Linked DNA regions of Mus musculus: regions 2, 3 and 4 are each linked to region 1. The links are chromatin contacts, called in public Hi-C maps. All regions are on one chromosome and are shown on one strand. The core of a region is the stretch at or near the end of the contact, and the rest is flanking DNA. Distances in the headings are between cores, read along the strand shown. Region 1 has its middle 11 kb from the start of Gm13749. Region 2 has its middle 94 kb from the start of Gm35803. Region 3 has its middle 59 kb from the start of Gm35803. Region 4 overlaps Gm35803 (a long non-coding RNA gene).

What was found. A called contact is a pair of places that touch in the nucleus more often than the background predicts.
Region 2: a Hi-C map of the N1E-115 cell line shows a contact between it and region 1, with 12 times the contacts expected there. The contact joins two enhancer-like sites. A contact is called at or near these places in 2 of 484 Hi-C or Micro-C datasets (the N1E-115 cell line and bone marrow-derived macrophages), 1 of 115 datasets of contacts at active chromatin or transcription factors (double positive thymocytes) and 1 of 9 other capture datasets (embryonic stem cells).
Region 3: a Hi-C map of the N1E-115 cell line shows a contact between it and region 1, with 11 times the contacts expected there. The contact joins two enhancer-like sites. A contact is called at or near these places in 2 of 484 Hi-C or Micro-C datasets (the HPC-7 cell line and the N1E-115 cell line) and 1 of 115 datasets of contacts at active chromatin or transcription factors (pancreatic cancer cells).
Region 4: a contact with region 1 is called in a Hi-C map of the N1E-115 cell line, with 13 times the contacts expected there. The contact joins two enhancer-like sites. A contact is called at or near these places in 1 of 15 datasets of contacts at CTCF or cohesin (pro-B cells) and 3 of 484 Hi-C or Micro-C datasets (CD8 T cells, the N1E-115 cell line and uterus).

Annotation. Positions count from the first base shown.
Region 1 is chr1:63,950,277-63,956,929 of GRCm38.p6, forward strand. No RefSeq gene overlaps it. Among named protein-coding and RNA genes, the nearest start is that of Gm13749, 11 kb to the right of the region's middle. Within about 2 kb of position 3,420, at least 22 of the 459 cell types and tissues checked have an H3K27ac peak or open chromatin away from gene starts, as enhancers often do. A contact at or near this core is called in the N1E-115 cell line, where this site is marked.
Region 2 is chr1:64,369,880-64,376,532 of GRCm38.p6, forward strand. No RefSeq gene overlaps it. Among named protein-coding and RNA genes, the nearest start is that of Gm35803, 94 kb to the left of the region's middle. Within about 2 kb of position 4,297, at least 34 of the 459 cell types and tissues checked have an H3K27ac peak or open chromatin away from gene starts, as enhancers often do. A contact at or near this core is called in the N1E-115 cell line, where this site is marked.
Region 3 is chr1:64,335,092-64,341,744 of GRCm38.p6, forward strand. No RefSeq gene overlaps it. Among named protein-coding and RNA genes, the nearest start is that of Gm35803, 59 kb to the left of the region's middle. Within about 2 kb of position 3,315, at least 50 of the 459 cell types and tissues checked have an H3K27ac peak or open chromatin away from gene starts, as enhancers often do. A contact at or near this core is called in the N1E-115 cell line, where this site is marked.
Region 4 is chr1:64,285,324-64,291,976 of GRCm38.p6, forward strand. The region is part of intron 1 of Gm35803 (a long non-coding RNA gene); the gene reads left to right. Among named protein-coding and RNA genes, the nearest start is that of Gm35803, 9.3 kb to the left of the region's middle. Within about 2 kb of position 3,943, at least 46 of the 459 cell types and tissues checked have an H3K27ac peak or open chromatin away from gene starts, as enhancers often do. A contact at or near this core is called in the N1E-115 cell line, where this site is marked.

The DNA of each region.
Region 1 (6,653 bases), core at 2,170-4,669:
TCCAGAATAAGAGTGTAGTTAATATTAGTCATTGAGACTATGATTTTTATTCCCTCCATTCCAGCTTTTGTAGGGAACATGCAACCCAGGAAGAGAATTCTCAGGTATTTCAGAATAACATGAAAAACCTCTCTGGACACTGAGACACTTACATTTCTCCCCTATGGTGACATACTTTGTTGCCTCTGATAGGACTTTTCAGTGACCGGGTATTACCAATATTCTCTCCTTTAACTCCTAGTCTCCTGGCACTCTGTTATTCTGGAATCCAAATGGTATCACTAAAAAGGATTTTACCTTTCAGGAAAGACAGAGAATGGAAGGCTGGGTCCTGTAAGGGAAAATGACCAAGTGCAGATGAAAGTGTCTGTACACATATCACAGTGGTCCCCTCCACATCCCTGCCTGCTCAGTCTCCACACACGTATATTAAGATTAATTCGTCACCAATGTCATGAGAAAGATAACATGTCTCTCTCCTGTAAGAACCTCTATTGGCCTCTTCCCTGTTTTTGCCTCTACTGGAATTTTCCCATGTATATCTCTGGTTTTCTGCAAGCTAGTTCTACATTCCTCTCAGAAAGCTGGGGTCTCTGTATCACATGGGCACATCTAGCATAAAGCAAGAGTGGGTTATCAATGGCTTTTTAAATGTTATTTCAGATAAAGAGGGGAAAAAAGAGGGAGTAAGTAAGATCGTTGTTTGAAGTTATCCAAATAAATCACAGCCAAAGAGAAGATGAAAGTTAGAAGTCATAATCCGACCAGAAGGCATTAGATGGCCTGGGGTTACTCATCTCTTTTTCAGAATGATACCTTCAAATCTTCACCAGCTTCTTGCTGGAAGATGACCTTCAGAGGTTGGCCTTGACACAGGTCACCATCCAGTGAAATTATGGTTGGCAGACACCAGTAATCTTGCTCTGAGTTGAGGTCCAAAATGCTGTGCCAATCACTAACTAAACTGTCTTTTAGTTTCCTAAAATAGAAAATAGATTATCCATCCCCAGGCAGGCAAAGGTTTCTGGTGTGTTCAGCTACACACTGTCTCTCCATTTGCCTTCGTTATTTCTCTGCAAATCCATTTATCCTCATAGGTCACTTTGAAATGTCATCCCATTCCCTTCTGTGTACCTTCCTCTGCTTTCTGAGGGGCACCGCCTCCCTACTGCTCCTCTTGAGCATGGTATCGAGGTGTCTTCATTCTTTCAGGAGATCACTGTCTCCGTCATCTAAAGTCAAACACATTATGGCAAGACCCTTCTCCCCAGTTAGGACTCCAAAGTGGCTTTGAATCTTAAATCATTTGGTGTGTATCAATATCAACATCTTGGAAGATAAAATGCTGTGTGTGTGTGTGTGTGTGTGTGTGTGTGTGTGAGAGAGAGAGAGAGAGAGAGAGAGAGAGTAAAAATACCATGTGAATTTGAGACTAACATGTCCTTCATTTTCTAGTAAAGAGACAAAAATAAGTTAGTCTCAAGGACACTGTGTAGTGGCTGAGGAGGAAGGGAAGCCGAAGGGGGACTACTGTTTCTTCAGAAGCTCAAACCAGGAAATATCTGCATGACCCCGTGGACTTTTTCAACAGATTATCTGGGGAAGACAAAAGGCTTCCTTCCAGGAATTGATGATAAAGGCTCAAAGAACCAAAAGCGAGAAAAGACATATGTTAGGAAGCTGGGTCGGCGAGGAACGGGTTCAATCCTGGAACAAATCCCCAGTGCCTGCACTTGACTGCTATTTTAATGTAGACCTTGCAATTCATCTCATACGTTTTTATCATTCCTAGAGTTTCCTGGGAGAGCTGTGAGCTATCTCCACTACACTGTCAGAATAAGCTGCCTCTGGTCCTCCTGCCATGAGGGAGGAAAGCTGTGCTCCCCCTCAAAAAAGCTTTCATTAGGGTTTCTCTCCAGGGATGGAGACAAAGGACACATCCAAACAGGTGCCACCGCTAGGCCCTGCTTTGCTTTGTTTGTCTGCAGCCAGGCGGAAGCCAGGTGTTATCAGAGCTTTTCAGATGTGCGCCTCTGACAAAATCCAGGGTTTCTAAAGGATGAAAATGTAACTGCTTTAATATGAGGCCAGGAAAGAGTCACAGAAACGCCCTGGCCACTCTTGGGTGCTATCAAAAGTAGAGCTCTACTCTTATTTGCAAATATCCCTTCCCCTGGCCTCTTCCACCCAAAGCCATACAACCAAGAGACCCCAGAGCTAAACCCAGGCTTGCAAAGAATGATAACGGTAAAGGGCATCTTTAATTAAATGTCATTACAGTTTGGATAAGGTTGCAGTGTGGGCTAGCATGACACACATGTCGCAGCATGTATGTGGAGATCAGATGGCAGCCTGTGGAAGCTGATTCTCCCCTACTACATGGATTCCAAGGATTAAACTTCCGGAACACCAGGCTTGGCAGCAAACACTTTTACCTGCTGAGCCATCTCGCCAGCCCGCCATTTTAAATAATAGGGGAAATGTGAATGCATTTCTCTAGAGAAAGAATAATTTTCGGGTTTTTATCTTTTTTCAAAGGATCTATAACCTTCCGTTCCACTCAAAGGGACACTAGTTGAATTTAAGCAATTTGCCTAATTAGCTGAGTTTGATTCAGTAAGTAAGAATGTTTTGGCTTTATGTAAGAAATCATTTTTTTGCTATTGCTACTTCCAAGGAACGATGTTGATAGAGAAATCTGTCACCCCACTGTTTTTCATGCTGACCAGTCTAAGAACTTCGCAAATGCACCCATTCTGTTGAGCCAATTCAAGCGTGTCACCCTCCATAATTCTTAAAGCTGTTCTTCAGAAATGACGGCTGGCCTTGTGAGTCTGTGAGTTCAAACAGAAACCTTTGATGCCTATCTATTCGCTTCTTTCTGAAAACAGATCTTTGTTTATCCCAACACTCCCACCGTAAGGTGGACTCCGTACATAATTGCTCTAAAGACCAGTGGACTCAAGGTTCTCTCCACTTTGGAGCTCTCTGCCTGTGCACACAGCTTCTGCCCTGTGTCCTCTACCCAGTCCTTCCTTGTGTAAATAAGGTTGGCGCCTCTTCCGGAGATCCCAAGGGTAGAATCCTATTGGTGCCAGGTACTCATTACTGTAAGTGGCGCCTGTTACCCGCCTCGGGAGCAGAAGGCAAACATAATGATAACAACTCCCCACACCAGTGGCCTCCCCGACCTAGTTACTTATTTTTAATTAAGATGGCAATGCAACACCTTTCCATCTCCTCGAGGGATTGCTGTGTTCCAGTTTAAAGGGGGCTGGAGAAGATGGCTCTGTACACCCAGATCTTTGCTTCTAAAGACAGGAGAGGCCATGTTTTCTGGTTGGTGGTATTCGAGGCGGCACGAAGCAGGTGTTTTCCAGGAGGTGGCAGTGCGCTCTAAGGCAGGCTGGGCCTGCCTCCCGTATCACCCAAAGAATATTGTAATTGAGACATAGCATTATAATGCATTCCAGCCCACACAGCTGTGCGTGTCACCTCGGGAAGCTTTTTACCAGTTTCAAAGTCACCGCAACCAGGGTAGGGAGATGGAAGCATGGGGGGGACACAAGGCAAAAGTGGGAGGAGGCTCGGCGGGGGCGGGGGGGGGGGGCAAATCAGGGACACTTGGCTTTGTTGTGAGTGGAGTTTCAATACTGAAGAGCCAGGGGCCACCCTGATACATATTTACGACTGTTCCAGGCTCACCTCTGAGGACCAATAAAAGGAAGCTGAAGGACTCTTGTTTTGTCTGCATCTTAATTCCAGGTTTACAAGAAATATTCCATTACCCCAATTCAGAGGCCAAGCATCCTTCCTTTATAAATGAGATGTCTCCTTGTCAGGAGGGGTGAAGAGCATGGTGAACCTGTCTCCTCCTGAGAGGCGTGTGTGTTGGGTGGGGGTGGGGGCGGGGTGATGAGAGAAGAAAGAGCTTTGCCTGACCCTGTGGTTCCCAGTGCCTGTGACATCTCAGGACCAAACCAGAGAAAGCAGACCAAGGACTGTAGGAGAGGACTTTCCCCAGCTTTAGTCTGTTGGCAGAGGTTCTGTTTTTCACAAGTACAGCGGTAAGAATGAGTGGACCTGATAGGATCAGAGTCAAGGGCACTGAGATGACCATTCAGTGTCTCCATTTAGCTTCCTGGATGTGTTCATAGTGAGGGGGGTTGACTTCCTTTTCTCAAGTCTCTTGTGTTTGTGAATTTGTTTACTTATAGCTCTTTGAAACTTGTCTGAGACCCTTGTGTGACAGAACAATGAGGTCTATTAGATGAGTTGCTTGGGAAATCTACACAGCGAATTAGTATTTGAAGAAAGCGAGCTCAGCCTTTCTTTTTTTATTATTTTTTATTTTTATTAGATGTTTTCTTCATTTACATTTCAAATGCTATCCCCAAAGTCTCCTATACCCTCCCCCCACCCTGCTCCCCAACCCACCCACTCCTGCTTCCTGGCCCTGGCATTCCCCTATACTGGGACATATGATCTTCGTAAGACCAAGGACCTCTCTTCCCAATGATGGCCAACTAGACCATCTTCTGCTACATATGCAGCTAGAGACATGAGCTCTGTGGGTACTGGTTAGTTCATATTGTTGTTCCTCCTATAGGGTTGCAGACCCCTTCAGCTCCTTGGGTACTTTCTCTAAGCTCAGCCTTTCTCTACCCGTCCTCAAACATATCCAGAGGCTGCATTGTTCTAATTGAGTTCTGTCTTCTCTCACCCTCTCCGATGGGAAACTTGTTCTGTGCTCTCTGAAGAGGTCATCTGGAAAGCTCTCCCTACCACACACCCATATCTAGTTCTAAGAATAATCCAATTTACAATGCACAAAGTATCATTTGTATGCTGTACCCATAGCGTTTGAAAGATGCCATCTTTCTATTGGCATCTGTTGTTTTATTTTACATGTGGGTCCATGTAGAGGGACAAGGTGGATGCTGGGAGCGTTCCTCAAATGCTACACCTTATTTACTGAGGCAGGGTTTCTCAGTTGAGCCCAGAGCTCACCTCTATGGCTAATTTGGCTAACTATCGGGCACCACAGAGTCCATCTCCACATTTCAAATGTGAGAACTACCAGTAGGTTGCCATACCTACCAGGAAAATGTTTTTAAAGTCAGAAAACAAAGCAGATTAACATGCAATTAAGAGAAGAAAATTGGTTTTGAGGACTAGGTGATATTCTTCTATCAAGAGGCCGATCTTTCTTAGTGGAAATCAGACTGCATTCTGGGTAAGAAGGAAGGTGCACTCAGTTTGCAAAGCACGAGAAACAACTTAGCAAATATAGAACGTGGTGGTAGAATGGGGTTCATAGCAGTTCAAAAGGCCTACCAACAATCAACTAAGGGGGAGTAGAACATTCCCAGACAGGTGAACATACCTGTCACAGAAGGCAGGTAGAACATGAAGACTCCACAGAACATTCAGAACACTTAAAAGAATAATGATCAGAAATACTACAATACAAATTATGGAAGAAAATGATTGGGCAAACCCTTGAACGTTGTGGTGTGGTAACAAGGTCCGATGAACAAGATAAACTGATAGATAATAGGTCACAAAAGAAAGCATGCATGGCATAGGCAGGCATCTTAGACAATACACAGACAGAGCAGGAGGACAACAACCCAGACCAATGCGACAGACACATTCATCCCAGTAAGACGGATGCAATGCTCACCTTCAGTGATTTTTTGTTTTATCAATCTGTTTACCCCTTATATGGTTTATAAATCCCATTGTAATTAAAATATTTTCCAAAAAATAGCTTCATATTTAAGTCCTAACTCAAGAAATCAAACATGTGCCTGATGCTCCACTATCCCAGGTAGTTCCTATTGACCATCTGGCAGGCATGTGATATCATTAGCTATATTTAAACTCATAAATATCAGCCAAGAAGATTGAGGAGGTGCCAGGATGATACAAATTATTCATGGAAAATGGTGTCCCATTGTCCAGAAAGGGCACAAGCCTGAAAAGCAACTCATTCAAAGTCAATTAGTACATGTGACAATGTCCTTCCTCTCCATCACAGAGAGAAACTTCAAGTGTGGGAATCCCAGATAATACAACTGCAGCGTGTGAACTAGCCTAAAGCTTTTACATGCTTGGATATTGAGAAGGGATTCAGTTTTACAGAACTGCACAGGAAGACTGGTGTATGGATGTAAGGACACTTTTAGATCAAGCATATCACTCACCTTGGTCTCTCTAAGCTTCCTATTGGTAACCTGTGTACTGTGTTCACTTCCAGATCTGTGGGAAACATTTCCCTGTTGTTTTCTTAGCTTCAGACTATAGGACAATGGGCAGCATAGGATTTCATCTTGTCTCAACCCTTAGTACGTTAGCAGTGAGGCAACGTGTGGTGACACATCATAGACTTGGGTCATTAGTTTGTAGGCAAGAGAAGCTAATGAGGTCATCACAGAATAGGGGACTTTCTAGGTATTAGTTCTTTCCCTACTAAAGGAAGAATGGAATCACGAGGCTTAGCACATACAGGAAGCAGGAACTGAAGTGACAGTAAGTGACTCTCATCATTTCTTTTGCCCTTGTAGCCACTGTTCTGAGGATAAAAATCTAGAGAAGGAGAAATGGAGTCTACCTGAGTCATATGCTTGGTGGTACCTAGGCAGTAAGTT
Region 2 (6,653 bases), core at 3,047-5,546, 420 kb after region 1:
TCCTTCTGGTCTGGGCAGGTGTCCTGAGCAGACCTTGGGCAACCAGTCCCACAACACCCAGAGGAAGCTCCACTCCCAGGAGCTCTAAAACTGCCAGGATCACAGGATCTCAGGATCCCAGGGGCTTGGTCACACCAGGATCTTAGGGTCCCAGAAACAGTTTTATACCCCTAGAAGCTTTGAGATACCCAGGATCTCAGGATCACAGAGTCACCAGGATCATAGGAAGGATAGGGTCCAATCAGATATATCAAGGGCAGGTAGCACTAGAGATAATAAGATGGCAGGAGGCAAGTCTAAGAACATAAGCAACAGAAACCAAGGTTACTTGGCATCATCAGAACCTAATTCTCCAACCATAGCAATTCCTGGATACACTATCACACTGGAAAAGCAAGATTCAGATATAAAATCACTTTTCATGATGGTGATAGAGGGCTTTAAGAAGGACATAAATAACTCCCTTAAAGAAATACAGGAGAACATAGGCAAATAGCTATAAACCCTTAAAGAAGAAATACAAAAATCCCTTAAAGAATTACAGGAAAACACAATCAAAGAGGTGAAGGAAATGAACAAAATCATCGAAGATCTAAAAAATGGAAATAAAAACAATAAAAAAAAATCACAAAGGGAAACAGCCCTGGAGATAGAAAACCTAAAAAAGATATAAGGAGTCATAGATGCAAGCATCACCAACGGAATACAAGAAATAGAAGAGGAAATCTCCGGTGCAGAAGATACCATAGAAAATATTGACACAACAGTCAAAGAAAATGCAAAAGGCTAAAAGTTCCTAACCCAAAACATCCAGGAAATCCAGGACACAATGAGAAGACCAAACTTAAGGATAATAGGTATAGAAGAGAGTGAAGATTCCCAACTTAAAGGGCCAGTAAATATCTTCAATAAAATTATAGAAGAAAACCTCCCTAACCTAAAGAAAGAGATGCCCATGAACATACAAGATGCCTACAGAACTCCAAATAGACTGGACCAGAAAAGAAATTCCTCCCATCACATAATAATCAAAACACCAAATGCACTAAACAAAGAAAGAATAATAAAAGCACTAAAGGAAAAAGGTCAAGTAACATATAAAGGCAGACCTGTCAGAATTACACCAGAATTTTCACCAGAGACTAGGAAAGCTAGAAGATCCTGGATAGATGTCACACAGACCTTAAGAGAACACAAATACCAGCCCAGGCTACTATACCCAGCAAAACTCTCAATTACCATAGATGGAGAAACCAAGATTTTTCCATGTCAAAAACAAATTTACACAGCATCTTTCCATAAATCCAGCCCTACAAAGGATAATAGATGAAAAACACCAACACAAGGAGGGAAACTACACCCTAGAAAAAGCAAGAAAGTAATCTTTCAACAAACCCAGAAGTAGATAGTCACACAAATATAATTCCATCTCTAACATCAAAAATGACAGGATATAACAATCACTTTCCCTTAATATCTCTTAACATCAATGGATTCAACTCCCCAATTTAAACAAACAAACAAACATAGACTAACAGAATGGATACATTTTGCTGCATACAGGAAACACACCTCAGTGACAAAGACAGACACTACCTCAGAGTAAAAGCTTGGAAAACAATTTTCCAAGCAAATGGTCCCAAGAAACAAGCTGGAGCAGCCATTCTAATATTGAACAAAACTGAATGAATGGAAACATGTATAAAAGTTGGGGTCATAGACAGATGCACTTAGCACTTAAAATGCACAGAATGCATAGAAACAAACACTTGTCTAGGACTAATTGGCTATTCTGTGTCTTTTGTTGTTCCATATCAAATTGAGGATTTTCTTTCTATTTACGTGAAGAATGAGATGAGGATGTTGATTGTGATTTCATTGAATCAGTAAACTGTTTTGTTAGGAAGCTCTTTTTTCACAATGTTAATTCTACCAAGATATATACTTAGGTGGTGTTCAAATTCTAGTATGTTTCTTAATCTCTTTCTTCCCACATTTAAAGTTTTCATTGTAGAGTTTTTTTTTACTTCCTTTGTTATGTATATTCTAAATATTTTTTTGAGAAACTGGGAAGAGGAGCGTGTCCATGATGTCTTTCTCAGCATGCTTGTTACTCATATATAGTAAGACTGGTAAATTTTGTAAGTCAATTGTGTATCATAACACTTTGCTGAAATTATTGATAATTTCGACAATTTTTCTAGTCAAATTTTGGGAACATTGGATATAAGATAATATAGTCTTCAATTGAGAATAATTTGGCTTAATATTTTTTCATTTGTATCCCTTCTCTTGCCTTATTGCTCCAGCTAATGCTTCAATTACATTATGGATGAGCAGTAGGGACAGTGGACAGTCCTCTCCCATTCCTGATGTTAAAGAGGCTTATTAATGGTTTTATTCATTTAGGATGTTATTGGCCATGGGTTTGCCATACATAACCTTTATTATGCTAAAATATGCTTCCTACAGTCCTACTTGTTCTAGGGCTTTTATTAAGAAGGCATGTTGAATCTTATCAAAGACTTTTTCTTTACTTTTTTTTTTTTTTGCTTCCATTGAGATGATCATATGATTCTTATATTTATTGTCCATGTATTTGGTTTATTACATTAATTTCTTATATATGCTAAAAATAAAAATAAAACAATGAAAAAAAACTAAAACAACTGTGGCTAAATGATTAAATATATGCATGTTTTCAGTTGTCCAATAAAATAGACATTTAAAATGCCCCATCATCTGAGATCCCATGCCTTCTTATCCCATGGATGCTTACACACACACACACTATCATGCTAGAATCCTCTTGTATGCCACCACTTATTCATCCTGCAAATATATGAATTTGCTGAACTTTACTAATCATCTACCTTGTGGTCAACAGTATGCTAGACCTCATGTACCCAAAACAATAGACCAAAGCTCATAGGATAGAAGGGATAGCAAAAATTCAAACAAGCTGGGCGTGGTGGTGCACGCCTTTAATCTCAGCACTCGGGAGCAGAGGCAGGCAGATTTCTGAGTTCAAGGCCAGCCTGGTCTACAAAGAGAGTTCCAGGACAGCCAGGGCTATACAGAGAAACCCTGTCTCAAAACAAACAAACAAACAAAATTCAAACAAATATGATACTGAATTCTCTGCCACATGCAGATAAATATAAGGCACTTTGGTGCTTTTAACACAATCCCAGAGGGCCTCCTAGAGGAGATGACTTTTAAGGTAGATATGATCAGAAAAGCAAAGTGTGGCAGACAATCTTAGTAAGCATGAAGATAATCTAGAAATAAAGGGTCAGTGACGACATAGGACATGGTATGATATGGGTGCCACCAGGCTGGAGCACAAGCTCCATCAAGGGAAGAATGAAAGAATGCACAAGTTTCAGTAGACTTCAGGAAGCCTGCTGATGCGTGGAAGAAACACAGATACATTACCTTTGGCTCATTCTTCAGAGAAAACTGCTAGGAAAACATCTTTGTGTTCAGTGTGTTGATGATAAAGTAACCAGGTTGTACAAACCATGACATGGACTCAGGTATTCCATCATAAACTAAAAACTGTGTCTCTCTGGTCCCTCCACCACTAGCAGCTTCAGAGTCACATACTAAAGCTTATGTCCCAATGGGATAGAATCTGGGAGGTAATTATGCCTAGATATAGTCTCGGATATAAGACTCCAGTGTGCGAATAAGACTCTGATAAAAAGAGGAAAGGCCAGGAAGATGGCTCAGTCAGTAAAGTGCTTACTTGCCTTGTAAGCATAAGGACCTTAGGTCAAATAATCCAGAACTCAGTCCAGTTATGGGGGTCAGAGAGAAGCAGGTTTCTTCGCTCTCTGGCCAGCTAACTTGGCCATGGTAAAGTTCCAGACCAATCAGAAACCTTGTCTCAAAAGGTAGAAGATGATGCAGAAGCAATACCTGAAGTTTCCCTTCAACCTGTGTACATGTACATACACACACACACACACACACACACACACACACACATATGCGCACACATTATACACAGATGGGAAGAGATACCAAAGCTTCCTCTTCTGCCATGTGATCATATATTGAGAAGGTAAGCCAGAAACCAAATGAGATAGCAGCTGATCTGAGACTTTCAGACTCCACAACTTGAGAGAATGTTTCTGTTGTTTAAGCCTAATCTCCAGGGGGTTGTTGCCATGCTGTGAGACTACTAAAGTGCTTCTCTTTCACTCCCGTTAGTCTTAATGTGGTGACTCAGGCTGGTCCTTCTGTCTGTGGCTTCAGCCTTCTTACTCTATTTGATGACCCCACATCCTTGCTTACATAAGTCATCCCAGCCATTACTAATGGCTTGGTCAGTGGCATCCTGAGTGACCTGGAAGATTATGATTAGGACATAGTAAGTCCAGGACTAACAAAGTCAGGGCTCTTCATAGTCTATTTGACTGATCTGGTGGAAGAAGGCTAGTAAGGATGTTGTCAGTAACAAAGCAGGAATAAAGCACGCAGGGAGTGGTGTTCATGGACAGACAGTGGGAAGAAGGGGAGGAAGCCCCACCCACAGAGCAGGAAGGTCAGAGATGAGAACAGAACGGATGGCACAGAATATCACCTTCACGGGTGAAGTGTTCCAGAGCCAATCTGACAAAATAATGCCCGAGAATTTCCTGTTTGAATCTGAGCTGCTCGGCTCCAGCAGGAAGCAGCACCCTATTTTCATATAGTCACATTTCTGCCACCCACGTGGCCTGTCAACCCTTGAAAGTAATACTTCCCACCCACCCACCCTGTGGAAATCTGCAGACTTCCCACAGGGCAGTTTCCAAATACCCAAAGCCCCACTCAATCAGAGTAGCACATGGCCATACATATTTAGGGATTTTAATCTTTCCACATAAATCACTCCCTCTGGCTACTTAATCATGTGTGACAACTTGCAGTGACTGCATCTCGTGCTCTGACTTCCCTGAAAGGTCTTGCAAGCTAAGCAGGGTTAAGCTGAGTCAGTAACTTGAATGAAAGGCACAAGATCCACACCGGAAATGCACGGAACGAGTCAACAAGCAGCACATCTTTCAGAACTGTGACCTCTCGCCACCAGGAAGTGGAGCTCTGGGTGACTCTAGAAACTATGTGACAACAGCTCACGGTGTCCTCCTCGCCTGTGGAAACTGGCCTCTCAGCATTAGCCCACTCTGTGGGTCTGTGCTCCTGTACTGGCTAGTTTTGTGTCAACTTGACACAGCTGGAGTTATCACAGAGAAAGGAGCTTCAGTTGAGGAAATGTCTCCATGAGATCCAGCTGTGGGGTATTTTCTCAATTAGTGATAAAGGGGGAAAGGCCCCTTGTGGGTGGTGCCATCTCTGGGCTGGTAGTCTTGGTTCTATAAGAGAGCAGGCTGAGTAAGCCAGGGGAAGCAAGCCAGTAAAGAACATCCCTCCATGGCCTCTGCATCAGCTCCTGCTCCCTGCCCTGCTTGAGTTCCAGTCCTGACTTCCCTGGTGATGAACAGCAGCATGGAAGTGTAAGCTGAATAAACCCTTTCCACCCTAACTTGCTTCTTGGTCATGATGTTTGTGCAGGAATAGAAACCCTGACTAAGCTCCCAACTCTTTTTGGAGGCAATTTGCCTTAATCGGAGGTATCGTAAAGCCAATCAAGCAAGGATGGCCCAAGGACTTTGAATCCAACCAAGAATTCTCAGACTTTAAGATTCCCAGGCCATAGCTGCTGGGAATATAGCAATGTCTCAGTTCTTTATTTTAACACTACCATAACCTCAAACTTTGAAGATCTCGATTGGTTAGACTCTGTTAATGATGCCAAGGTCCATGTAATTGTGTGTGTTGTGTGTGTGTGTGTATGAGAGAGAGGGGGAGAGTCGGCATACGTTATGAATAGGTGAGCATGTGGTCGTGGGTGCATATATGTAACTGTGCACATTAATGTTTATACATATGAGTATGGGAGCTAAAGGACCATTTCTGGTGGTATCCTCAAGACTAACTCTGGTGGTATCTATCTCCTTTGAGATACAGCCTTTTATTGGCCTGAAACCCACCAATTAGCCTAAACTAGCTATCCAGTGAGCCCCAGGGATGCACCTGCCTCTGGATCCCCAGCCCCAGGATTATAAGCACACAGCACATTACCCAGCCTTTCATGTGACTTCTGGAGATCAAACCCAGGCCCACATCTCTATTTTATCATCAACTGAGTTATCTCCCCAGCTCTCTTCTAGGCACTTTTCTCATAATGAATTATTCATTTCAACCCTATAACAAGAGAGTAAAAGCTTTGCCCATGGTCCTACAGAGAGTAAGAGGCAAGGTTGAGTTTTGACCCGTTTATCTGATTCCAGAATCACTTAAATAGCCTAATAAACACTTTGAAATTAGAGACATTTCTTCCACTTAAGGAAAATCAGGGCCTAGCAAGAATTTACAGGGAAGCTATGTTTTTCTTCCACGGGACCTCAGAAGAGCCTTCCTTCCTCCAGGCATCCAAGAGGAAGGAAGGCTATGACAACTAGCTGTTTACTTCCCAGTATGGAAGGAAATGGCTCTTTAAAAACCAAACAATGGAAAGGAAGTCATGCCATTGGCTAGAGAGCAGTTGGAGTGAGGTTTATGAAGTTAAGCTGGTTAAGGGGAGAGGATGGAGAAAGTCGGTG
Region 3 (6,653 bases), core at 2,065-4,564, 380 kb after region 1:
TGGCCATTAGGTCCCAGATTAAAGCAGCGGAGATAAGATGCTGGCAGATTGCAATTCAGCCCACAAATGCCATGGGAGAGTAGTAGTCACCAGCAAGTGTTCTCTCAGCAATCACTGAGTGGCTCCTTCTTTGCCATCAGTGCCCAGATCTCTTCTGTATTTAGGACACGATCCATGATACCTATGTAACTGGAAATGTGGCAGCTCGACCACTCTTTTGTAATGATATGTTCTCACAAGCAAAGCCTTCCACCATCTCAACAACCAAATCACCTCTTAGAGGTCCCACTTCCCAACACCACTATGACAGTGGTGTCACATCAGTGGAGTTCCAGAGGAAAGTCCATATGCAAACCACTGCATGAGGCTAAGCAGCAAGTGTCCATGGCCACCACAGGGAGCAAACAGGAAGCTGGGTTTATGCATTTATTCAAGAAACATTGTTTGGTTTTAACAGGTATGAAGTTGATGTATGGTTCAAGCAACTTTTCAGGATTATAACACAAAGAATTTTGAGACCTCTTTCTCACCCTAGTCAGAGGGTCATCCTTAACACAACAAATGACAGAAAATTCTGACAATGCTAGGGGGAAGAACACGTACTTGTTCATGGCTGGTGGGAATGTGAACTTGATGCAGCCTCTATGAAGACCTGCCTAGAAGTTCCACACACACAGCTAGAACCCTCATATGACTCAGCTACACCAGTTCTAGGCGTACACCCCAAGTCTCTAATCTACATGCCATAGAGGCACTTGCACATCCATGTCCGTGATTTCTCTATTCTCAATAGCTAAGACATGGAATCAGCCAAGTAAACGGATAAAGAAAATATGCTATATAAGAATGAAGGGTTTTTATAAGATACAATTTGCACAACACATGAAACTGAAGAATAATGAAGACCAAAGTGTGGACACTTTGCCCCTTCTTAGAATTGGAAACAATCACCCATGGAAGGAGTTACAGAGACAAAGTTTGGAGCTGAGACAAAAGGATGGACCATCTAAAGACTGCCATATCCAGGGATTCATCCCATAATTAGCCTCCAAACGATGACACCATTGCATACACTAGCAAGATTTTGCTGAAAGGACCCTGATATAGCTGTCTCTTGTGAGACTAGGCCGGGGCCTAGCAAACACAGAAGTGGATGCTCACAGTCAGCTATTGGATGGATCACAGGGCCCCCAATGGAGGAGCTAGAGAAAGTCTCCAAGGAGCTAAAGGGATCTGCAACCCTGTAGGTGCAACATTATAAACTAACCAGTACCCCGGAGCTCTTGACTAGCTGCATATGTATCAAAAGATGGCCTAGTCGGCCATCACTGGAAAGAGAGGCCCATTGGACTTGCAAACTTTATATGCCCCAGTACGGGGGAACGCCAGGGCCAAAAAGTGGGAATGGGTGGGTAGGGGAGTGGTGGGGAGGGTATGGGGAACTTTTGGGATAGCATTGGAAATGTAACTGAGGAAAATACGTAATAAAAAATATTAAAAAAAAAAAGAAAAAAAGAATGAAGGGTTTTATATAGCTGAAACAAAGGAGTGAAATTATAACATTCACAGGAAAGTGATGTATGTAGGTATAGCTTCATGTATATGTCAGACTCAGAAAGACAAACACCATGTTCTCTCTCATATGCAGTATATATGTATATATATATGTGTGTGTGTGTATATGTATATATGTGTATATATATGTATATATGTATATATATGTATATATGTGTATATATATGTATATATGTGTACATATATGTTGGAACAAGTAAATTCTAGACAAGTAATAGAATATATGTGAGATAAAAGCAGAAGAGAGGACTATTCTTCAGGGAGTAAGGGGACCCACAATAAGGGGAGAAAGGCAAGATGAGGGGAGAGGAAGGCAAAAAAAATACATGTATATCCGTTTATTATAGTCTAACTGTGGCTGTTTGAATAAGGATGGCCCCATAGCCTCACATGTGTGAATACTAGGTTCTCAATTGGCTGAAAGGTTTAGAAAGAATCAGGAGGTGTGGTCTTGTTGGAGGAGGTGTGTCACGGAGGCGGGCTTTGAGGTTTCAAATGATTTTGTGGACTGGGATGTGGGCTCTCAGCTGCTGCTCCAGTGTCCTGCTTGCTTCCATGCTGCTATACTCCCTGCCGTGAAGCTAACAGCTCCACCTCCACCTCCCAATTCTGCAAGCATAAACCGCAAGCAAGCCCTTCCTTCTCTAGTTGCCTTGTTCATAGTATTTTATCACAGCAATAGAAAAAAAATAGTAACACACTAACCAAAAGGCTAAAACAAGAACATACCTTCCCATCTCACAGAGAAGAAAACAGACAATAATGAAAAAGACTTAACTGGTGTTCTATACAAGCAAGTTCTCCTGCATTTGCAAAAACAAAGGTATCTCAAGAAACGATAAGAGACCTTGCCTAGAAAGACAGGCAATCATGAGGAAGGTGAAGGATGGACGGGAAAGGAGCATGCTAGTTAATGAAGAAAGCCCTAGAGCTGCGGTCTCTCCCCGTTGTAGCTGCTTTACAGATACTGGAGGGCAAGACATCGTCCATAAATTATACTCTGACCCCATTTTCTAAATTTCATTAAAAAACATTTTTTCCCTCTTTTATCTGAACATTCTCTTTCGACTTTCACAAAGACACTCCTGGGTCTGTGTTATTACCCAATAAGTTACCTGCTCCTGTGCGCGGTGACTGTAATCAAGCCTGTGCGGCTACTCTAACAATGCACCTAAGTGGGCCACAGACCTCGCTTGCTCGCCCTGTTGTGTCATTTCACTTAATTAATAAGCAGAACGAAGATTTCAGAAAAGGAGGAAATTTGATTACACAGCATTGTAATGGCACTCGAGTCTACAGTGAAGATGGAGTGGGGTCTGCCCCCTTAAAATTTCCATTTGCTTTACCATTGTACAGTGGAAATGTCAGCGTAGCTCCACTCCACAGCCCCTCCCAGGTGGCCTTTAGCCGCGTCTCTCGGTAATACTAAACCATTAGTCATGCCCGGGTCAGTGATGTGTCAATAACAGAATAATTATTAAAGGAAGCCTTAAGAGGAAGGACAGCAGCCTCAGTTTCAGAACTAGATAGACCACCCAGTCATGGCTGGTTGATTAAATGAATGGATGCTGAATAAAATGTCCCCTTTACATCTGGAGACCTAAGGACTGCTGATCCCATTATTCCAGGGTTTGTTTGTAGCTGCTAAACACCTTTTCAGACCAATAAGCCGCGCGGCTTTTACTCCTGATGATTGCAGCCCGCCCTTCCCAAGTAGAACAAATTTACCGGAGTTAATGGCTCTGCCGTTTTAAAGGAAGTCAGTCAGCGGAGCAATTCAGAGCGATTGAATCTTTGCAGAATGCAAGGTGCAGAGAAGACATGGACTTGAGAGCCTGAAATTGGGGATGCTCGCATCTTGGGCTAGACCTCTGAGAGAACCCAGCGAAATGCTAAGGAGAAACTCCGAGGGGGTGTTTCTGAAAGCCCTAAGCATTAAAATGAGGAACAGGGAAGAGAGGCGAGTATGCGCAGGACTCCCTGTGAGCATGGAGTCCCGCACCCAGGGCCAAGAAATTGTCACTCCAAGAGCAAGGCCTTCAGCAGAGCCCTTCTCAGGCCGTTCAGAGGAAGAACAACTCGGTTGACCTCTTTGATCTGAGACTTCCGGTCTTCAGACTTCAGAGAGAATGACTCTGGGCGGATTAGGCCATTTTCTTTTGTGGGTTTTATCATGACAATCCTAGCAGGCATGTGGGAAGCTCTAACCGCAATGTTTGCTGGTTGAGTAATCTTAGGCACGTTATTTAAACTTATGACCATTTACTTCTTGAAAAATGAGAACAAAAATGTATTGTTTATTATAGGAATCACATATTTATTATGGGAATTAAATCTGTATGTAAAGAATGGGCTTCAAATTCTAATAGAAGCCCAAAGGAGAGGGCTGGGCCAGGAAATGTAGGGGGATGTTCAGCAAGCCCTTTAGACAGTTTTCATCAAAAGCAACAATAAAATAGCATTTCTAATACTTCCTTTATGTGCATTGTGATTAGAATAAACCTTGTTGCCTTTCATCTCTCAAATTCAGTTGTGGCATAATTACATTTCAGACCAATAAATAAGTAAATAAATATCTAAGAAACAAATGTCTTTAAAGGGCAATTCCTTGATCTATACCATTGATGATGATATGCTGAAAAATGATACTTCCTGTCATGTTCTTCCTCCAATCATACAGCCTCCAGGTTAATCATAAGGAAAACATTGAATTTCCATGAAAGATTATCCTACAAAGTATCTCACTAGTGCCCTTAAAATTGGCAAGGTCACAAACAATAAGGAAAGCCTGAGTAACTGCCCCAGCCAAGCAGAAACCAGACCTATTGAGAACAACTGTAACAGAGATACACAAGTCCCCAGGAGAAGAGCCTAGAATACAAAGAAGGTCTGAAATAGAAACTACGGAAGTCTGAATTACTGGATGTTAATAATACACAGCATTGCTCCAGTAATGTTAACAAATGTGCCACACTAATGGTAAAGTGTTAACGACAGAGAAATCAGTAACTGGAGACTAGAGACAGGGAACCATCTTCTCATTATCCTGTAAGTCCAAAGCTAATCTGAAACACAAAGTCTTCTGAGGCTTGAGAGAGATGGCCTGTGTGGAAGCACCGGCCATGGAAATGTGGGGACCTGACTGTGGATCCCTGGGACCCATGCAATGTTCAGAGCATCAGTATTTTTATCCCAGTGCTACATTAGGGGAGATGGAAGGCAGAGCCAGAAACTCACCAGCCACTAGCCTGGCATACACAGCAGACAAACAAGAAAGATGCTGTCCCAAGCAACGTAGAAAACAAAGACTGATGCACTAAGGTTGGTCTCTGACCTCTACATGCTTGCATACCTTGGCACATGGGTACCCACATTCACATATAAGAATGCACACACATGTGTACATACACTTCATGTATACATGCCATTTACACAGTAAATAAATACATAAAATTAATTTTAAAAAGCCCAAATTTTCTGAAGAGTATTAGAGAAATTAAATACGTGACTCAAAAATACTTTATTCTAATGCTTTTTCCTCTTCACTGGAGGTGCTGCACCCATTGCACTATCACACCTCTACACACAAGTTCATATGTACACACACATACTCACACACACAATCACACACACAAGAACCGCCTTCTAGCCTCATTGATAGGGTGCCCTCCCCCACTGTCTCCGCACTTGACCCCAAGCCCTCCTTGACAAACGTCACTAACAACTACCAATCAGAGTAGTTTTCAACACCCAAATAACTCAAAAGTTCTTCCTTTGCTGCCCATAGAATAGCAGCATAAGACTCCCCTGAAGCAAGTATCCCTTCTCCAGCTCTGTTAGCATTGTCATAAGCAATCCTAGTAGGGAATTTATAATAGATAAAATTATCAGCCCCAATACATTATGACTATTTCAGAAATCAAAGTGTGTGTGCGTGTGTGTGTGTTCATTCTCTTGGTACTTAGATTTATACATTTATTTAATTTTAATCACAGTGGGCCATTGAGATGGTTCAGTAGACAAAGACACTTGCTGTCAACCCTGGCAATCTGAGTTCAATCCCTGGGACCTACATAGTAGAAAGAGAGAACCAAGTTCCTCAAGTTTTTTTTTAATCTCCACACACTTACCATAGCACAGTGGTGCATACATACTCTCTCACACACACAAATAAATGTAATAATTCTTTAAATGGCATTTGGGCCGGGCAGAGAGGCCAGTTGATAAAATGCTTGCCTTAAAAAGCCTGAGGTCCTGAGTTTGATCTCAAGAGCCTGCCTTTTAAAAAGTCAAGGTGGTATGTGTTTGCAATCCCAGTGTTGGGGAGAGAAAGACAAGCAAATCCCCAAAACTTGCTGATGAACTGGTTAGCCCACTTAGAAAGTGCTAGGTCACTGAGAAATCCTGTTTCAAAAAAGACAAAAAGGAGGAGGAAGAGGAAGACTATGAAGATAACGATGATGACAACACATGAGGAGTGAGACCCAAGACTGTTCTCTGGCTTCCAAATGATGGATGTATATACACATAAGCACAGACACACACACACATAAGCACACATACATACAAACCCACAAGCACACATACACACACACACACACACAGTGGCAATCTCAATACTACCTTCAAAACTTACACTATTTTGATGAATTACAAAGCACACAAAACTATGAATAGTAATGTTCAGACATGCCTGGATATGTAATGTGATAAAAATTGATTTTTTGAAAAGATAGAACAAGTAAGGAATGAACTCAAAATGTGTAAGCACTCATCTCCTGGAAAGCAGACGGGGTAGAAAGAAAGAGCACAATGCCTTTCAGTGGATGAGTGTATTTTACAACTTACTTGCATATCCCATGTTCTTTGGAATGTTATCAAATAAAACTATGGATTTTTAAAAGGATAATAAGAGCTTGTAATACTCGGTTCCAGCAGCCAAGGGCTCCAACTAGGGCTTATGTAAAGAGAAAAATAATTTATTAATATTTTTGGGTGACTCACAGACTAACCAGAAGGACCAAACAGCCAGGCTGCAGCTCAGCCAAGAACTCAGGCGTCAGAGCTGGGCCTCGGAA
Region 4 (6,653 bases), core at 2,693-5,192, 340 kb after region 1:
TGCTATGTCATCCCATCACATCACTGCACAGGGCAAGGGATTTTCACACACACACACCCCAGATTGTTCAATGCTGGTTTAGAGAAATCAAGATGACTTTCCCAAGAATATGGAGAAAAAAATACTGGCACATGAGAATACATTCTCCAGATCCAAGGACTTAAACCCTACAAAACTGTGCTTGGGTAAGAGGATGAGAGCTCAGATACACAGATTATGTCCCCACTTTAAAATGAAATTACACAGGGATGAGAAGAAAACAAACCAAGCTAAGCCCTGCATCCTTAAGTCCATCCTCATAAGCAAGGTCAGTTTTGGCCAGGCGAAGGACATGAATGGAAACAGAAACCAAGAGATGGTGAGTGCACGTTTGCTAGCTCACTGGATCTCCTGCTGTTGTGTAGAAGGAAGGGACATTCTCAGTTAGCCCTTTCCATGCCAAGACTGTTGGTCCAGAGTGACAGTGACACAGCAGAATGAATTAACAAATAAATATGTGCTGTAAGCCATTATTGTTTCACAATAGCATTTGGGTCCATCTAAAGTACACATTAATACAAGTGGGGCTCTGCATAGAGCCAATGAGAAAGACAGGGGGATTGATGCCTAAACACTGCCAAGAGTCAGGGCAGTTTATTTGCTAGAACTAGGAGGTCTCAGCTCCCTTGAGAGAAGCCTTGTAGCTGAACTGCGACAGTCTTCCTTTAAGGGGCATGAATGAAGACTAATGGGTTCTGAACATACTATGTAGACACAAGCCCATTTATACCAGTATGTCTCGGCCATATTTCTGATTCCAAAAGGTATTTTAGCCAAAGCAGGAGTACATGTATCATCACTTAAGACACATTCTAAGAGTGTTCTTTCAGTTTGGTGCCCTTGAGACATTTGGGGACAATAGAGCCTCTTTCAAACCATATATTCAATTTCTAGACCTCAAAAATCTGTTTTATTTCATGTCTCCATTCTGAGATAAAAGTTGGCTCTCTTATTTGCTGCATTTGCCTGTTGTTGATATGACTTCATATTCATTAAATCTGCATATATGAATTTTAAGAAATTATATATGGGGTGTGAATATCCTTATATAGATAGAATCCACTTGAAGACTCTTTTTTATAAACATACTTGCTTACATTTTCCCATAAAAACTTCATGATAGAGTTTCTTTCTTTAATGAATCCTGAGTGTGCATCCATTATGACTCTGAAACAATAAATAAATAAATAAATAAACAAACAAACAAACAAATAAATAAATGTAGTTGAGGCTTGTTGACAAATAATGAGCTGTACCCACACTGCATAGTAGGCATGATGGGAGCTACAAGGAAAACATCACCAGGATACAGGGGACACCATAGATGACAATACAGCTCTTGGCTATTCCTAAAGGTTCTCTTACCCCAACTATCAACGCTGTGTTCCACTTCAGAGGGGAAAACATGGAATATAGGTATTAGAAAGAAATATCTCGTTGTGTCAGATTCTCCTACTTTGCTTTGAAGAATCCAAAAATTCAGAAGTCTGTAACTTATTTAAAAGACCACAGAGCTTTACAACTTTGAAGAACATATCTATGTCCAGAAACATTTCCAAATGTGGGCTCAGACTACAAACTAGACCAAGTTCCAAACGTGGAACATGACATTGGCTCCACATCTCCTCTATTCCACAGAAGAAATACCATTGGTTACTGTCACCTAGCTATCACCCAGATGCATCGAGGGCAAATATGCACCTTATGATATACTCAAAGGTCACAAAACTTGGAAGTATCTTCCAGGAAAATCAAATTAGAAGATAAACATGAAATCAGGTATATAAGAAAGAACACATATTTGGAATAAGAAAGCAAAACCTGGTACATTTGTAGTGAGCAATTATTGCATATGTTATAAATCCAGAGCAATGATGCAATCGTTTGTGAGTCAACATCTGACACACCTCTGCAATGGCTGACCCTTTAAACTGTGGGCTGGATCCTCTCATTACTTGTGCATGTGAGAATGGTTAAGTAATAGTTTTATGAAGGGGAAATAGAATGATAATTTGCCTTTGCTCTTTCATGGTTGTTCAAACGTTTCCTTTCATTATCTACAGTTCAGAAAGGGCTTTCTTCAATCTCAGAACCCATTAGAGGCATTGCCTGGGAAGCTTCTAGGATAGCTATCAAATCAGAGAAGACATGGACCAAGCTTTTCCTCACAAAGATGAAGTATAGGATTTGAAGACATTTTCTGCAAAGTAGTTTCTGGCTGTGCATATTTAAAAATCTGCTTACTCCCTGTATACAAAGTACTACCATCTTCAGGCATCTTATTGATAGCCTATAAGAAAATTTCTCTACCTCCATTCCCAAGCAAGAGGCAACCTGAATTCTCATGGACACATTCTCTTCCTGCCCCTTGGTGCCGTTTTGTATAGGACAGGAAATCTTTGGGAGAAGGAAGACTCATCTACCCAAAGCCAATTTCCTGCCACTCTTTAAACTCCAAATTCTCATAACAGCCTGGGATCCTGATAGAGACATTTTGAACATGTGGGTTTAGTGGAATACACCTTTAGTCCTAGCATTTAGAAGGCAGAGACAAGTGGATAGTTGTTGGATGCTAGCCTGGTCTACAAAGAAAATTTCAGGGTAGCCAGGGCTACACAGAGAAACCTGTCTCGAACAAATAAAATGGTAGATAGATAGATAGATAGATAGATAGATAGATAGATAGATAGATAGATGGATGGATGGATGGATGGATGGATCAATAGATCGATAGGACAGACAGATAGAATTTTGTTCAAACAGAGCCTAAGCAGATCTCTTACTCCCACAGGCAAATCCTCTGCTTAGTGTATTATTTGGTCAACCTCAGATCCATGAATATGGAGCCTCATAAATGAAGAACCTTAAGGTTACAAGTCACTGACTTTGCAGTAAATCCATCTCTTTGTGACACTCAGAGGTTCTTCAGTAAAAACCCCTTTTATCCTAGACCTTAAAGGAATTTGGTGGTTACCCTATTCACCAAAAGAGTATTTCATAAAAATCTCATCACTATACCAGCAAAGAATTGACTTCTCCTATACACCATCTCTATGCCAGCCCTTTGATTGGACCTGATTCCTTCAGATGGCCTCTACCTGTAAGGTTAGGGCTTTGGTCCTACAGCAGGTGGACCCCGATAAGAGCTCCCAGAGACAGTTCAGAGGAGGCAGAGACTCTGTTCAGAATGTGTCCCTCAGTGCCCACCCTGTTCTCTTCCGCTCCTTCAGGAGGTCTGAGTCTCTCCCCAGACCCCCAGGATTCCAACTTTCAAGCACTTTTATCCACATTCAGGGCGGGAGATAATAAGTCCTTTGCCTTAAGGTATGTGTCCTTAAACAGAACAAAACCTTGCACAAGAGATCAGGGCAACAAGGTTTAACAAAATGTCTTATAAACTAAAGGTTTAAAAAAATGTCTAGGCTCTTTAAATAAGACATGACACTAATCCCCCCACCTCCACTGAGTGAGAAATAAAGAAGCAGAGTTGGGGTCATTAGCCCAGAAGAGGAGTGGCAGGCTTCTAAGGTGAACTGGCAGACTGAGGTGTAAGTCAGGGTAAGGGCCAGCAGCAGGCTGGCACTGCCATGCGTTCTCTCCTGCTGGCTACATGCACACTCCCAAAGGGAGGGCCAGTTCCCAGGATCTCATTTTGTATTCCTTGCACTATGAGCAGCAACCAGCCCAAGGGAGTGAGGAGCTGGGAGGGGCACCTAGAAAGAGAAGGACACATTTAAAAGGAAAGATTTACGAGGCCGTGAAGATGGTTCGCCCTGGCTCCTGAGTGCAGGAGTATGACTTATTTATTTTATTTTCCTTTGTAACCAAAACCTTCCCTGGACTCCCATTGGCCCCAGCAGAGAAGGGAGAGAGGGCTGGCCCGTCAGGCGTTGAGCGCTGGGCCAACGGGAGATAGTGTGGCGTGATGCTGACGCAGCCCACTGACAAACCAGACAGAGGCCCAGGGGAGCAGCTGGGAGCTGAGCCGCCAGAGCCAGGCAGGTAGCAAGCTGTCAAGCTGGGGAATTGTGAAGAGGCACTGCCGGTGGGGTGGGGGACAGGCTGGGGAGACAGGCAGGACAAGGTGTGACTCTGTTGCTCAAACATAACTATTCGCCAACTCTACGTTGAGTCTCCAGCCTCCCCGGCTGCATCAGCATCGACTGTTTCCTTTCCCTCCCTCGTTTCTATGAAGATAGAGAAAGCCAGACCAAGAGCGCAGACAAACGAATTAGTGATATTAAAACATGACTTAGTAGTCAGCTGCCTCAGTGGACAGCGGCTGTTCTCAGGGAAGCCTGTTGGATAGAAATGAGCTTCTGTTCTGGAAGATAGGCTGGGGTTGAAGGAAGCTTTACATAGTACTGGGGATGTCTATGCTCCTGGTTCAAACGAACAAATTTGTGAACTACCCACGGCCTGGCCAATTGCCTGCTCCACAACCCAAGCCTCCCAAAGAAAGAAGGATCTGAGTTCTCAGAGAGTTAGGGGTGAAGAGAGCAAAGCCTTAGGCCCCTGGAAAAACCCTCATTCTTCTTCAGGAACCCCAAAATATTCTCAGTGCAGACCGTAGCACTTTTCTTTTCTTTTTTTTTTTTCTTTTCTTGTCAAAGCCCTCCCATTTGGGGGGGAAAAATCAACTATTTAGGACAAAAGCGATAGATAGATAGATAGATAGATAGATAGATAGATAGATAGATAGATAGATAGATAGAACAATAAAACTTTCTTGTTGGATGTGCTGACCCACCGTGTTCTCAGAACTTTTCAGAACAGTGAGTACATCCAACTACCCTCTCCCTAGATAGCGCGGCACATGTCCGCTGACAGCACACAGCACAGGTCCTAAGTTTCACTTCTTAAATGACAGGGCAGATGGGGCTGATACAGTGGCTGGAGCATTCAGACTGATTTGATCCACAGTGGAATTCAGAAGCCCAATGGTCATATCCTTCTTGGTGCTGGAGACCCTTCTGCTCTGCCTAGCTGCCCCTGTCTAGAGGACAGGTTATGTCATGTCCTATCTATAAATGGAACAATAAAGGCCCCACAGTTCCACTGGGGAGACAGTGTACTTGGAGACATAGTGTCACATTACCTAAGGGCCTTATATTATGGGATGCCATCACGAAGCTTGAATGGCACTTCACACAAGCCCTCAGCGGCTATAGAAGCAGGCTTGCAGGCCTGCACCATGCTGACCATGAACCACTGCACATCTGAATAAAGCCCTTCAGCTCAAGCAGGCCCATGTGAGGGTCGAGGAAGTATGAGCAGCTCCTGCAGGAGCAGAGTCCCAAGAGGAGGGCAAAATGTGATCTAACACACGGAAGCAATTTGGACCTGGTGAAGGCCCAGATGGCGGGAGCAATGCTATGTTATTGTCTTAGTGGTCACATGGAATTCAAGTGCCTTTCCATATCACACTCTTCTGTATTTTTATAAGTATAAGACGTTCTCAACTAATGAGCCAATGAGAAGAGATCTTCCCTGGTTCCAGTTGTCATGGGAACAAAACCCCTTAGAAATAACCCATCTTCTTACCCTGTGAAAACCCTTCTACCCCAAATTGGAAAGCTAGAGGTGTTTTGTTACAGTGGATCTTTTTTTTTTTTTTTCTTGATGTGTTTGGTTTATACTCTTGAAAGGAAGTGTCACACATGTACTGTCCCCACAGGAAATTCTGTTCAAGTTAACCCCTTGCTTCCCAGTTCTCCTTCTGTCATTCATTCCCACAGAGCCACCCTCCTAGACCCTGTTTATAAACTGTCTACACCGTGACCAGTTTTAACACAGCTCCGATGAGCAGTTAACTGTTATTACCACGGAGTCCGAGGAGCAGCCAACTCAGACTGCTCACCCCAAACAACATAAGCAATTCCATAGCTTGTTTGTTGCCTTGCAGCACCTCTCAGGCTTTATGTGCAGATCAAGACCTGTACTGCTCGGATCAGTCCAGATCGGGGTCGCCTGAAATGGGGTCAGCCTGAACTGAGGAACATGAGGAACATCATGATTTGGATTTTGATTGCATTCTAGGGACCTGACAAATAAAATGCCCAATACTTGATAGGTCCCCCTCCCCCATCTCTCTCTCTCTCTCTCTCTCTCTCTCTCTCTCTCTCTCACTCTTTTCCTCCTCCCCTTCCCCCACACCATATGTATAATGTATTAAGTGACTGACTAAATATAGTCTCTTCAATGTTGGATCTAAGGAATTAAAAGTTAAAGCATGGGCCATGGAGCTGAAGTGCTCAGCCATCATCCTTTTTCATACATACACTGACTAGTGTGAGATGGGACAGTTGCTTTTGGCTCTGTGCTCCACTCACACATCCATGTTTTCCTGTGTAAGTGGAGATAACATGTGCCCCACAGGCCTCTTATGGGACTTAAATACCGCCTACGCTATGGTCTCTTCACCTAGCAGTAAACAGGAGATAAAGACGAATTGAGTGTGCTAGTCCCCAGCTATCCAAACCAGGAGAAGGGTCTCCTTCACTGCGCACATCATGAGCTTTCCCTCGTTCACCGGGCCTGGATCTACAGGAAACATGCCTTTAAAACTTAACATAGCTAAAGGGAATCTCATTCTAGGAGTGACATTTGTTTTT